Linked DNA regions of Gossypium hirsutum: region 1 is linked to region 2. A link is a contact called in public Hi-C data. All regions are on one chromosome and are shown on one strand. The core of a region is the stretch at or near the end of the contact, and the rest is flanking DNA. Distances in the headings are between cores, read along the strand shown. Region 1 holds the start of LOC107893495 (pectin acetylesterase 12). Region 2 holds the start of LOC107893499 (G patch domain-containing protein 8).

Region 1 (5,589 bases), core at 2,456-4,955, 200 kb before region 2:
AAACAAACGTATAAATGTAAAAACTTAAAAGTCAAATTTGTTTTCAATTTTATTACATAAATTCATTTTTTTAGATTAGATATTTTTATCAAAAACTTTTTAAATATGATGTAGAATTTGTTTTTGTAATAATTGGCCGCTACTATCCGTAAGAATAATGTGATAAACTTAAATAGCTGCTTTTGAAGTTGATATAAATAGCTAAATAGATAAAATATGACTTACTACGTAATTTATATAAGTTAGAGCAAAAATAATACTTAAAAAATCCATATATGGGATTAGGAATAAGAAATGCAAAGCATGAAAGTATTTGACATAAAATATACACCGACAAATACGTATCTAAATAATATGATGAATGATTAGACATGAAAGTGTGACACCGATTCACGAGGACCTTGCTGCCCTCTTCACTGCCTTCCTCTCCTTCCTATTCTAAATCAAACTTGCATCACCAGTCCCAAGTTTCAGGGTAGCATGAAACACTCAAAGGCATTTACTAAGAAATAAAATAAAATAAATGTTTTAGATGGTATGATAAAAGAGTGTTAATGAAAATTTTATCAATCATGTAGCTTCACAATATTGAATAATGTATATATAAAATAGTAGTTGATATTTATTTTATATATCACATCAATAAAAATTTTAAATTTTATAAAAATATTTTAAAATAAAAATAAAAATTTAGAAAAATATGAAAAGTATGAAAATTAAAAAAGAGAAAGTATAAAATATATATGGATTATCATGTATATTGATATATTAAAAAATTTTAATGTTCTAATTCGTATTTTTTTAATAAAAGACATCATTTTAACTATTTTTTTAAATATTAATAGTCAAATTCAGCACATGAGTAAATTTAACTAAAAAAATATAAATATTAATGGCGATAAATACCTAAAAAATGGTTACCACTTACATGCTTATAAAAAATTTAGAATTTGGATATATGTGAAGTCTTTATCTTTTAGAGTCAAACAAGTTTGAAAACTACAAATCGCTACCATGCTTATTTTTACTTGATTCCCTTTTTTTAGAGCTCTAAACAAACGTGAAAGCTACAAATTGCTCAAGTTTTGGATTTGGTAGGGTTTGGTAATGCCTTGAATTTAATAAGCATATTAAACCGTTAAAATTTAGAATAAATTTTTCATTTTCTATTAAATTGAATACAAAAATACCACGTTATCAATAATATTGTTTGAATCGAATTAGGTTGATCGAGGTACCAGTTTAGAAAAAGTCATTAGATTAATTGACTTAGGAACCAATATGAATTGATTAAACTGAGCAAAAAATTGAATAAATTAGCTTATTGAATCAGATGAATTAAAAATCTTATTTTATTTTGATATTTTTTATTTTTATAAAAATTCTAATTTATTTAATTAAATTGAATAAACTAATTGAATTCAAAAATCAATAATTCAACCAATTTTGAAAACTAAATTTTACTTATATTATATTAAAATTTATTTAACTAAACAGTCAGATTTGAAATTGAAATACATGGTAAGTAAGCATATAAAACTAAAGTTAGTTATTGATGGAGACATTGTGTATATAAAATAATAAAATGGGATATAGTTAAAGTGTTGTAGATAAATTGGAGGGAATGTAGGTTTACGTGCAGCAAGGGAAGCATCACAAATTACAAGACCTTACACTTGCGTTTACGCAAAGCATCTCTTTTTCGACTTAAAATGGAAAGAGCCATTACTCAATGCTAATACCAATCTTCGTCATGTACCTATAAGAATCCAGTCAAACCCCTCTCAATACCTGCCTCACGTAATCTGTGTTTTTATTTATTTATTTAAAAATTAGGTAAATTAATTTTTTTATATTCTTTCTATTAAAAATTTTATCAAATTTCATTGTTAAAATTTGATCTTTACACGTTGAAATAAGGTACATGTGAGATGTCATATGCAATTGTCTGGTTATTTCAATAATCACACCTTAACAATACAAATAGATAAAATTTTTGTTAAAGATTTTTAATCTAATTTGCCCATTTCTTTAAATAAAAATAACAAAATCTAATTTAACTCTTAATAGAAGATCTTTTTATTTTATTTATCTATTTTATCAATTTATAGTTCTTCTTCCTAATAATAATATTTTTAAAATTAAAATTAAAATATTCTTCATTTTACTAATAAATTTAACCCTAAATTTCAATATTTAATAATATTGTATTTTTTTATCAATCTCATTCATATTTATTTTTTAGTTCCTCCTCAACCCTTAAATAAGAAGATAATGTGTTTCAGTTTTCTTAAACCTATGTCCTCCTATACTAGCAATAATACCATGTTAATTAAGCTACTGCTCAATCAATTTTATTTTTTTAAAAAAATTAATGCTAAATTAAGGGCTAAATAGTATAATATTTTTTTAAGTGAACTAAATTTAATGATGTTTTAGGTGACTTTAGTATAAAAATCAAAGCACAACTGTAAGGCAAAAGCTGGTGGGGGGGGGTTAGGCACAAACATGAAGCAGATCACACAAACAAATTTAAAAAAAAAAATCTAAAAATTGAAAATCAAAAGAGGAAAAAAAAAAAAAGCAACTGTGTATGTCTGTATGCCACTACAGAAGAGCAGTACTGCAACTGCAACTGCATTCGCATAAGTCTAAATCCTTTTAATAACCCAAAAAATAAAAAGAAATATATAATAATAGTCTCCTTTGAATTCATTCATTGATTCGTCCATTCATATTATATAATAATAGACAATATTAAGATTTCATCAATCATCATCTACTTTTTTATCTTGAAAATCAGACGGTGGTCAGGTTTTGGTGTACTGTTCACAGCCTTCCTAAAGATTCCATGCGCTCTCTCTCTCTCTTCTGCTCCTCCTCCTTCAAGAGCAGTATTATATTTAATTATAATAGTAGTGTAATTATAGGTGAATGCATCCTTCTATTATAAGAATTTGATAAAATTAGTCCTACATTTAATTATTGTATTATTAAAAATAATTATTTTATTATTTAAGAAAGTTAAATTTTTTATGGTTTTATAAATAAAATCTTTTATTTACAATTAAACTAAAATTGAAAAAAAATCAAGATATTTTTTATACTTTACGGGCTGATCAAGAAAAATTAAAAAATTAAAAATCGACTCAAATCAAAGTGTTTAAATGGTTTATTGAATGCAAATTTAAAAATCGTGATTACTAAATCGAACATAATTTTTTATTTAATTTTTTATTATATATAAATAAATATTTTATATTTAAAATAGTGAAAATAATTTAAAAGTTCTTAAAAATAATTTTTTAAAAAAATATTTATGAAAAATACTTTGAAATTGTATCAAATAATATTTAAATGCCATAAAGTAAAGATCAAATTGTCAAAAAAAATTAAAAATTAAAAATAAAAAATTAATATGAAAAAAGAAGAAGAATTGAATAGAGCTTAACCGAATTAGGATAGATAATTCAAAAAATCCAAAAAACTTGAGCGAAAAGAACCAATATCAGCCTTATCAAATGTTAATTCTGTTATAGTTCCAACTTATTTAATTCTTTTTAGTGGGGTAGGTATTTCATATTAAAAGGATTAATTTGATCCAGTACTTATAATACAGGGACCTCACAAAAAATTTAACCTATAATTATAAATATGAATCTCGAAAAAAGCCCGGCAAAACAAACACTATAGTGCCGTGTAGTAGGTGTCCCCTGTGCCTTGCATTTTGCATCTCACTCTCTCTCCAATCAATATCCCTTAAACAGCTCCTTCAATTTGCAAATCTACTTGCTTGCTGCTGCGCCTGCTTCACACACACACACACACACACACACACACACACACACACACACACACACATATATGCATGTATGTATAAACTGTTTTCATCTGGTGCTTCAGTTACTACTTTAAAAAGAGCAATATTTCTAAATCTAATTTAACTACAATAAATAACCCTTTTTCTTTTTTCATTTATTATTATTCTTCTAAATTAAGCTCTACTCTTAGATTCCATTTGGCATTTCCGGCACATTTAGGAAAGCATCTTCAAGTTTCAAGCTTTTGGGTTCTTTTCTTTTTCCTTCATCTTCTTTCTTTCTTTCTTTCTCTTTACATTTGGGAAGCAGAAGGAAAAAAGCAAAGATGAAGCTTTTGTGGGTTTGGGTTGTTTTACCATTTGCTTTTGCTCAACTGGTTACTGCCTTCTTTGATTTTAATGAAACTGAGCTGTCTCTTATCGAGTCTTTGGAATATGGAGTCTCTAAAATCAATTATAATCCTCTCATGGTTGGCCTCACTCTTATTCATACTGCTGGTGCTAAAGGAGCTGGTACATTTCCAACTATTTATTTCTTTATATTTTACTCCAGATTTAGATTTTTTTTCCTTTAAAAAAAATGGGTTTTGTAAAAATAACACTAATAATTTAGCATTATGCTTGTTATGTTTCAGCTATGGAGTTTTATTTGTTAATTGAAGTTTGCTTCTGCAACCTTTTTCTTTTGCCATGTTTATTTATTGTTTACTTCTATTATACTTTACCAATATAGTTTTTAGGGGGAAAAACAATTAGTAATATTTAATTATTAAGATAAGACATCAGATCTTCAGCCTGTGATTGTTGATTCAACTGCATTATAACTTGTATTTTCCCATTTCTGATATTATATTATATTGTCCATATGATTCTACTTGTAATGATAACTATGATTAAATTTTGTCAATCTGCATTCTCCTCATAATCTTCTGTAAAGGTCCTTTTTTTTTGGTAATGATTTCATCTGCTGCCTTCATCTTCTTCAGCCTGCAAATCACTTTTTGCACACGCATATACTGAGAATTAATGAAGTTTTAGCCTACTGAAACTATCTTGGCATTTTGTCCTAATTTAATTGTTTCTATTTCCGTCTTTAAATTATTCAGTGTGTCTGGATGGAACCTTGCCGGGGTATCATTGGCACCGTGGATATGGATCAGGAGCAAATAGCTGGCTCATTCAATTGGAGGTCTGTGAGAGAGTAAAGAAATGATGGAAATATATACATTTTTATACATATATTCTAGGATGCATTGCATTCTAATATTTCATTGCCAATTGTGTTGTGGCAGGGAGGAGGATGGTGCAATAACATTAGAACTTGTGTGTACCGCAAAAAGACCAGACGCGGATCTTCTACTTACATGGAAAAGCAGATACCATTTACTGGAATATTAAGTGAAAAAGCCGAAGAAAATCCAGGTTTCCTCTTCATCTTTATATTCAAGAAAACATTCATGCTAAGTAAACTCTATAAGTATTACCATTCCTGATCATCATCTTATGTTGTTTTTAAAATTGCAGACTTTTTCAATTGGAACCGAGTAAAGCTTCGTTATTGTGACGGTGCCTCTTTTACTGGGGACAGCGAAAATAAGGTAGTCTGCATATTTGGTTTTAACCAGTAACTAAAGACTGAGTCCATAGCAAATCAATAACAGATTACTCCAATTGGACTTTTGGTATTTTGGAAAATTCACTCTTAAACGCTCTACAAGTAGAAACCGAATTTGATGTCAACTGTTGAATGTCAGTTTTGATTTCTATGT
Region 2 (5,920 bases), core at 3,091-5,590:
AGCAATTTCTAATTAGAAAATATAAACAAAGTGTTCTCATTTATAGCAAGATTCCTTTCTGGAAGACATAAGGGGGGTCCAGTCATCCTATTGACAAAATGCAAAAAAACAAAGAGATTCTACTTATTTATATTTATGCATTTGCTACAAGGAAAAAGGCTCAAGGCTGGATGCCATATCACATACCTTTTAGGACGATTTCAGGAGGTTTTAGAGCCAACCCTCGCCGTTGGTTTCTTTCAAGTGCTTGACAGTACTACACCATTTTTATTATTGTACGGCTTTAACTTCACTTTTCAACAATATTAATCCGAACTTGTGATTTGCTAAGTTGGCTAATTGTTACATATTTACTATCAGTTTCCAGTCGGGAATATATACGTATGTGTATATATATATTTGTCCATAGAAAAGATTGTATTTCTAGTACTACACAAAGGAATTAAAACCTAAAAGGACGTGACTGTGATGCCTGAGTGATAAGAAATGAAATGATATTGATAGATGTGCATGTATTATGCACATCATGTAGTACAATATTTGATGTGTTGGGAGCAAGCCACAGCCCCTATTCGTGGAGATTTGTCAGATTCCATTAACATGCATGCAGGATGCTGTACTCTACTCTTTTGAAACCAAAGCTAGCTTTAATCAATTAAAACCTGAGGAAATTAAACCATCTTGGATTTCATAGCTCAAGCCACCTATTAATTATTACAAATTGATATGAAAGAGGGTAATCTGATCTTTGAAAGAAAATTGCAAAGTATTTCCAGGTTATTTAAGGAACTCCACATTCATTACTGTTTCATCATTTAGGAAGCTCCAATGAAACTGATATCACATGCTTTAAACATTTTTGGCTTTCTGTTGATGTAAATGGTGCTTGCTGGATGCTGGATTGGCATATTGTTCGTGTTGTAGTGTATAAAAAGAAGTAAACAAAACAATCATTTACAGAAACTTGAAAGAACAGAAGCAGTTTTTGTTTGCTATAAGAATTCAGATGATGTTTTATTAATCATTCACAAACTATTAACAACTGATAATAATTGAGGAATAATTTAACAACAAAGAAAGAAAGAAAGAAAGATGATTTGAAAAAAGAAAACTATAGGCTAGAAGGAGAAGTGTGTTGTTGATATGAAGGGCAGAGCAGGAGCAGGAGCAGGTGCAGGGCGGGGCGGGCCTTTGTTTTTCTTTTCAGCCAGCTTGTTGATGATGGATGGCTTCAGAAACACGAGTTGCATGGAAATTAGCAATGAAAGCTGAGGCTCTCTTGTCGATACCGGGCTCAGCAACCACCCTGTGAGTATTGTCTTCATCACTGGGATAAATCTTCCTGGCGGCGCCCCAAGCATCATCCCCATAGGAGTAGTAATCATGGTCTCTACGGCCCTTCTTGCCTTTAAACAAGCTAGTGAAGAAAGAGAAGGACTTCTTGTGCTTGTTCCCACCCATAGCTAAACTATATATGTTTTTTGTGTTTTTTTCGAGTCGCAGAATTTAGCAGGGCGGGTGGATATGGGTGAGTTTTGCAGTGCTGTGAAGTGTGGTTTCGAGGTGGCCCTTTTTATAGCAAGTGACCTGTAATAGAAAAGAATAATTGAGGGGTAAGATGAAGGACACGTGTAGGGATCAGATGAAATATGAAGGGGGTGTGGTGGTGTTGGACTTCATACATCCAACCCATGTGTTGTGGTCCGTTGGCTTGGTTTGGTTGTTTGACTAAGGGAAAAAAAGAAAAAGGAAAGGAATGGTTGGGAGATAAGAACCTGAAGTCTGGGGTCTTTGCCTGTAAATTGTTCCATACCATATACCACTCCATTGCTGAGAATTAAAATGATTGCCAACTTGGCAATACTGTAACACTATATACCTGTATTAGTATTCATCTTGCCTTTCCTTCCATACCATTGGTTTTTGTTTTGTTGCTGGTATATAGTATCAATGATATAATTGGTACCCCAACAGCATCTTGCTACACTTATTGATGGCCAAGGATGAGGAAGAAACTGTTTGCTTTTGTTTTCCAAATGCACATATCATCATTATTTTTATCATGTATTCATCCAAATCAAATCAAATAAATTATTAAAAATTATAAAATATTGTTCAATAAATTTGTTTATTTTTACGAATCAATCGATTTTTTCTCTTTCTTAAATTAGTATCTTAATCCGATCAATCTGATCGACCGATTTAATCCGATTCTAAAAACACTAGTTTTTATTCCGTTATGATCTAAATGTTTTTTTGTTTAGTTCAGTTTGATGTTTAAAAGATAAAAACTTGTGATTATTTAAATTAATTTGAATTGAAATTTATTTTTTATTTAATTTATATTTTTTGTTATTTTTGATAAGTTAAATATAAATATTTTATATATTTAAATATAGTAACTAATATAGTAAAAATAACTTTGAAATATTGGCTGAATGAATTTTAAGAAGACGTAGATTTGAATGCCTTAAATTGATTTAAATGACCAACAAACTGAATTAATTTAAAGCGGTAGAATTCAATTTGATTTTTGGTTTGAATCATAATACCATAGGATAATCACAAATCTTTTTCATAATTGATCTGAATTCAATTTGATATCATCTCTATTGGTGGGCATAAGTTCAAATTTTAATTAAAAGCATGGAGATATTTTGAGTTAAGTTAATTCGAATGGTATCAATTTAAGGTTTAAAATATCATATTATTAAATTATTAGTAATTTTATTTTTTAATTATTTAATTTTAAAAAGTTACAAAATGATTATTAAATTATTCAAAAGTTTTCATTTAAATCATTGAATTATTCAAGAGTTTTTATTTAAGTAGACTTGTTCATGGGTCGGGCAATTCGTCTAAGCCCGAAGGGTTGCTCAAAATTTGGGAAGGTTTGAGTAAAAATATTAGGCCCGCAAAATGAGCTTGGCCAAAAATATTAGGCCCATTTAAAATATGGGCTGAACTTGAATTTAAGGCCCGATCCTAGCCTAACCCGTTTTTAAGTTTATAATACTTTATATTATGTTATTTTTATATATTATGTAATTTAGAACACATTAAAAAAATAAACCTATACTAAATATATAATACTACTCTAATGTAAACATTAAAATAATGTTAAGATGATTATATAAAAATTTTCAATAAATAAAAAATATATGAATTTATTAAATATTAAAATAATATAATATAAATATTTTGAAAAAATTAAAAAAATAATATGGGCAGGCCTAAATGGGTTTGGATTAGTCTTTTACAAATATGGGCGAGTTTGGGCCAAATTTGAAGCCTATATTTTAGGTCGGGTCAGGTTTGGGCAAGCATGAAATATGTTAAAATCATACTTAGGTCCGGCCCGAGCTTGACCTAGCCCATGAGCACCTCTATATCTAAGTGACTAAATGAAAACTTTTGAATAGTTCAATAACTATTTTATAATTTTTTGAAGTTGGTGACGAAAAAATAAATTTTATAATAGTTTAGTAACTTTGGGTGTAATTTATCCTAAATTTTTTATAGTTTTAGCTTGGAACATTTTTGGGTTAGAGTTTGATGCTACGGTTGTTTGAATTAGATAAGTTATGATTTGTATTGGATAGGTTTGGATTAGAGTTGTTTATGAGTTGGGCCCAACCAAAATTTTAAGCTCATTTGTCAGGCTCAGGTTTGGTCCGACCTAAAAAATGGACTTAAAATTTTGTCTAAACTCAACTCATATATAAAAAATACTAAAATTTAGGCCCAGCCTACCAATATTAAATTTTTTATATAATATAATATCTCAAAAATATTAAAAACATTAAAATAAATGTTTCCCAGCAAATTAAAATAAATTAAAAAATATTTATACTTAAATAACAGGTGCAACTTAACAAACAAATGTCTCTAAAACAGTAATAAAATTAACAATAAAATTAAGAGTTATATAATAACATCAAAATAGTAGTAAAATAGTGAAAAATAACAAAAAAATGATAAAAAAAGAGATCAAGAAAACAATAAAAGAAAAACAATAATTTTTATGCATATTCGGGCTGGGCTCAGGCCAAAAAAGCCTTACTTGAGGCTCGACTAGTTTTCTACAACGGTATTATTTTTTTGTCAAAACTCATTTTTTGAGCTTATATTTTTACCAAAATCCTCTCATTTTTCGGTTCAGACTGGGTAGGCCTAGTTTGGATCATTGAATTTTTTATGATTAACTCAAGTCAAATAAGGTTTGAGTTGATCTGATTGAATTTTTCGGATTCGGGTTAGAATTGACGGATGTAGTCATTTGGGGTCAATGTTTGGGCTTACTTTCATAATTATATGTTTGGGCCTCAACGGCGATTTCTGGAAATCATTATCCAGCAGAGAAGATCAGAGCCTAAAGACATACGCTAACGCTGTTTAAACTCATTTTTCCAATCAATTAAGAAATCAAATCGAGTACTTTTCATACATTCATCAATACCCTACCAAGTTAAAGAAGGTCAAGCTGAAGCCGCAGAGCTGAAAAATAAGAAGGTCTCATCTCACCGGCACCAGTTGCTGCGTTTCACATCCATTTCTCTCTCTTTATCTGCTCCGGTATTGCTTTTTCTTTTCTTTTCTAGCTATTATTTTTTGTGTAATATATAATCCCTAGTTTCTTTTATTTGAATTCCATGCCAGATTAATGCTTTCTTCGCTTTGATATCTCTTTCCTTTGCCTATTCACTAAGCTACTTTTGGTAGTGGCCGGGGAGGCTGTGGGATCTGGTTCTGTCTTCTTTATCATGGTGTTTTTTTTTTTTGGTGCTTATGGTTCTTAAAGTTTTCTCTCTCTTTTTCTTAACGATGATTCTTGCTTAGAGATTGTTCTTTCAGCTTGGAGATCGAATCTAATTATAAAAAAACCCTTATTCCACAATGGGTCTTCGACCTGCTCACTTAATTGCCTCCAAATGCTTATTGGCACCTTCAAACTTGTGTTTCTGCTCTCTTTGATGGACACTATGAATATAAGTTTCTGATTGTTTACTTGGACTGCATATGGGATCAACTTTAATTCCTAATTATGTCGCAATTGCTTCTCTTTTTTTAAAAAAATTTTCACCTATTCTTCTCCAACTACGTCGATGATATTGCAATATTATGACTATTTCTATTACATATTATTATGCCTCAAATCACTCAATTGCAGCTTAGTTTTTAATTAACATAAGTTTTCTTAATTGCTAAACAAGATGTTAGCTGGAACGTTGAACACCTTTGTTTTCTATCGTGATTCCCACCTGTATTTCATCCACTAATGACATCTTTGATTAACTTACTAGCTTTTTGTTCTCTCATGGTGTAGGTGGTATAAAATGGACTACCGAAGATACAACAGTTCTCAGGAGGCAAACCTTGGAACTAAACAGCAAATTTCAGAAGAGCAAGTAGGCAATCTCATTTCTATAATTTCACATCCATTTAGATTCATTTATACTCGGGTTGAATCTCTTCAATCACTGTTCTACTTTTGTTGTTTTAAGAGGAGGTTATAATCGAAAAAAATCAACTGACTTATCTAACTCCTTTCTTGTAAAAATCTACTCTTGAGTATTCTTACTATGGTTCTGTACTTGTAAAGATACAATAACATTTCTGATATATATGCCCACTTTGTCATCAATGTTTATGATTGTTGATGTATTGAGCTTTATCATCTGCACTTTCTGGAATAGGCATACCAAGATTCTCTTGTTGAGGAGTTGGCTGAAGATTTCCGCTTGCCAATCAATCACAAGCCAACGGAGAATGTTGATCTGGATAATGTTCAGCAAGCAACGTTAGATACAAAGTTGAATTCTTCAAATGTTGGGTTTAGGCTTCTTCAAAAAATGGGTTGGAAAGGAAAGGGTCTTGGGAAGGATGAACAGGGTATGTTAGTGTTAAATTCCTATCATTG

Evidence for each region. Hi-C and Micro-C count contacts between places; a contact is called where the count stands out from the background.
Region 1: a contact with region 2 is called in a Hi-C map of leaf, with 3 times the contacts expected there. The contact joins the promoter of LOC107893495 here to the promoter of LOC107893499 in region 2. A contact is called at or near these places in 8 of 34 Hi-C or Micro-C datasets (anther and leaf).

What each region holds. Positions count from the first base shown.
Region 1 is chrA13:105,406,223-105,411,811 of Gossypium_hirsutum_v2.1, reverse strand. LOC107893495 (pectin acetylesterase 12) reads left to right here and starts at 3,705. Exons shown (of 12, transcript XM_016818507.2): 1 at 3,705-4,333; 2 at 4,927-5,009; 3 at 5,113-5,242; 4 at 5,345-5,418. The coding sequence starts at 4,147.
Region 2 is chrA13:105,207,572-105,213,491 of Gossypium_hirsutum_v2.1, reverse strand. It overlaps LOC107893499 (G patch domain-containing protein 8), which reads left to right and starts at 4,340. Exons shown (of 8, transcript XM_016818511.2): 1 at 4,340-4,575; 2 at 5,327-5,408; 3 at 5,697-5,892. The coding sequence starts at 5,337.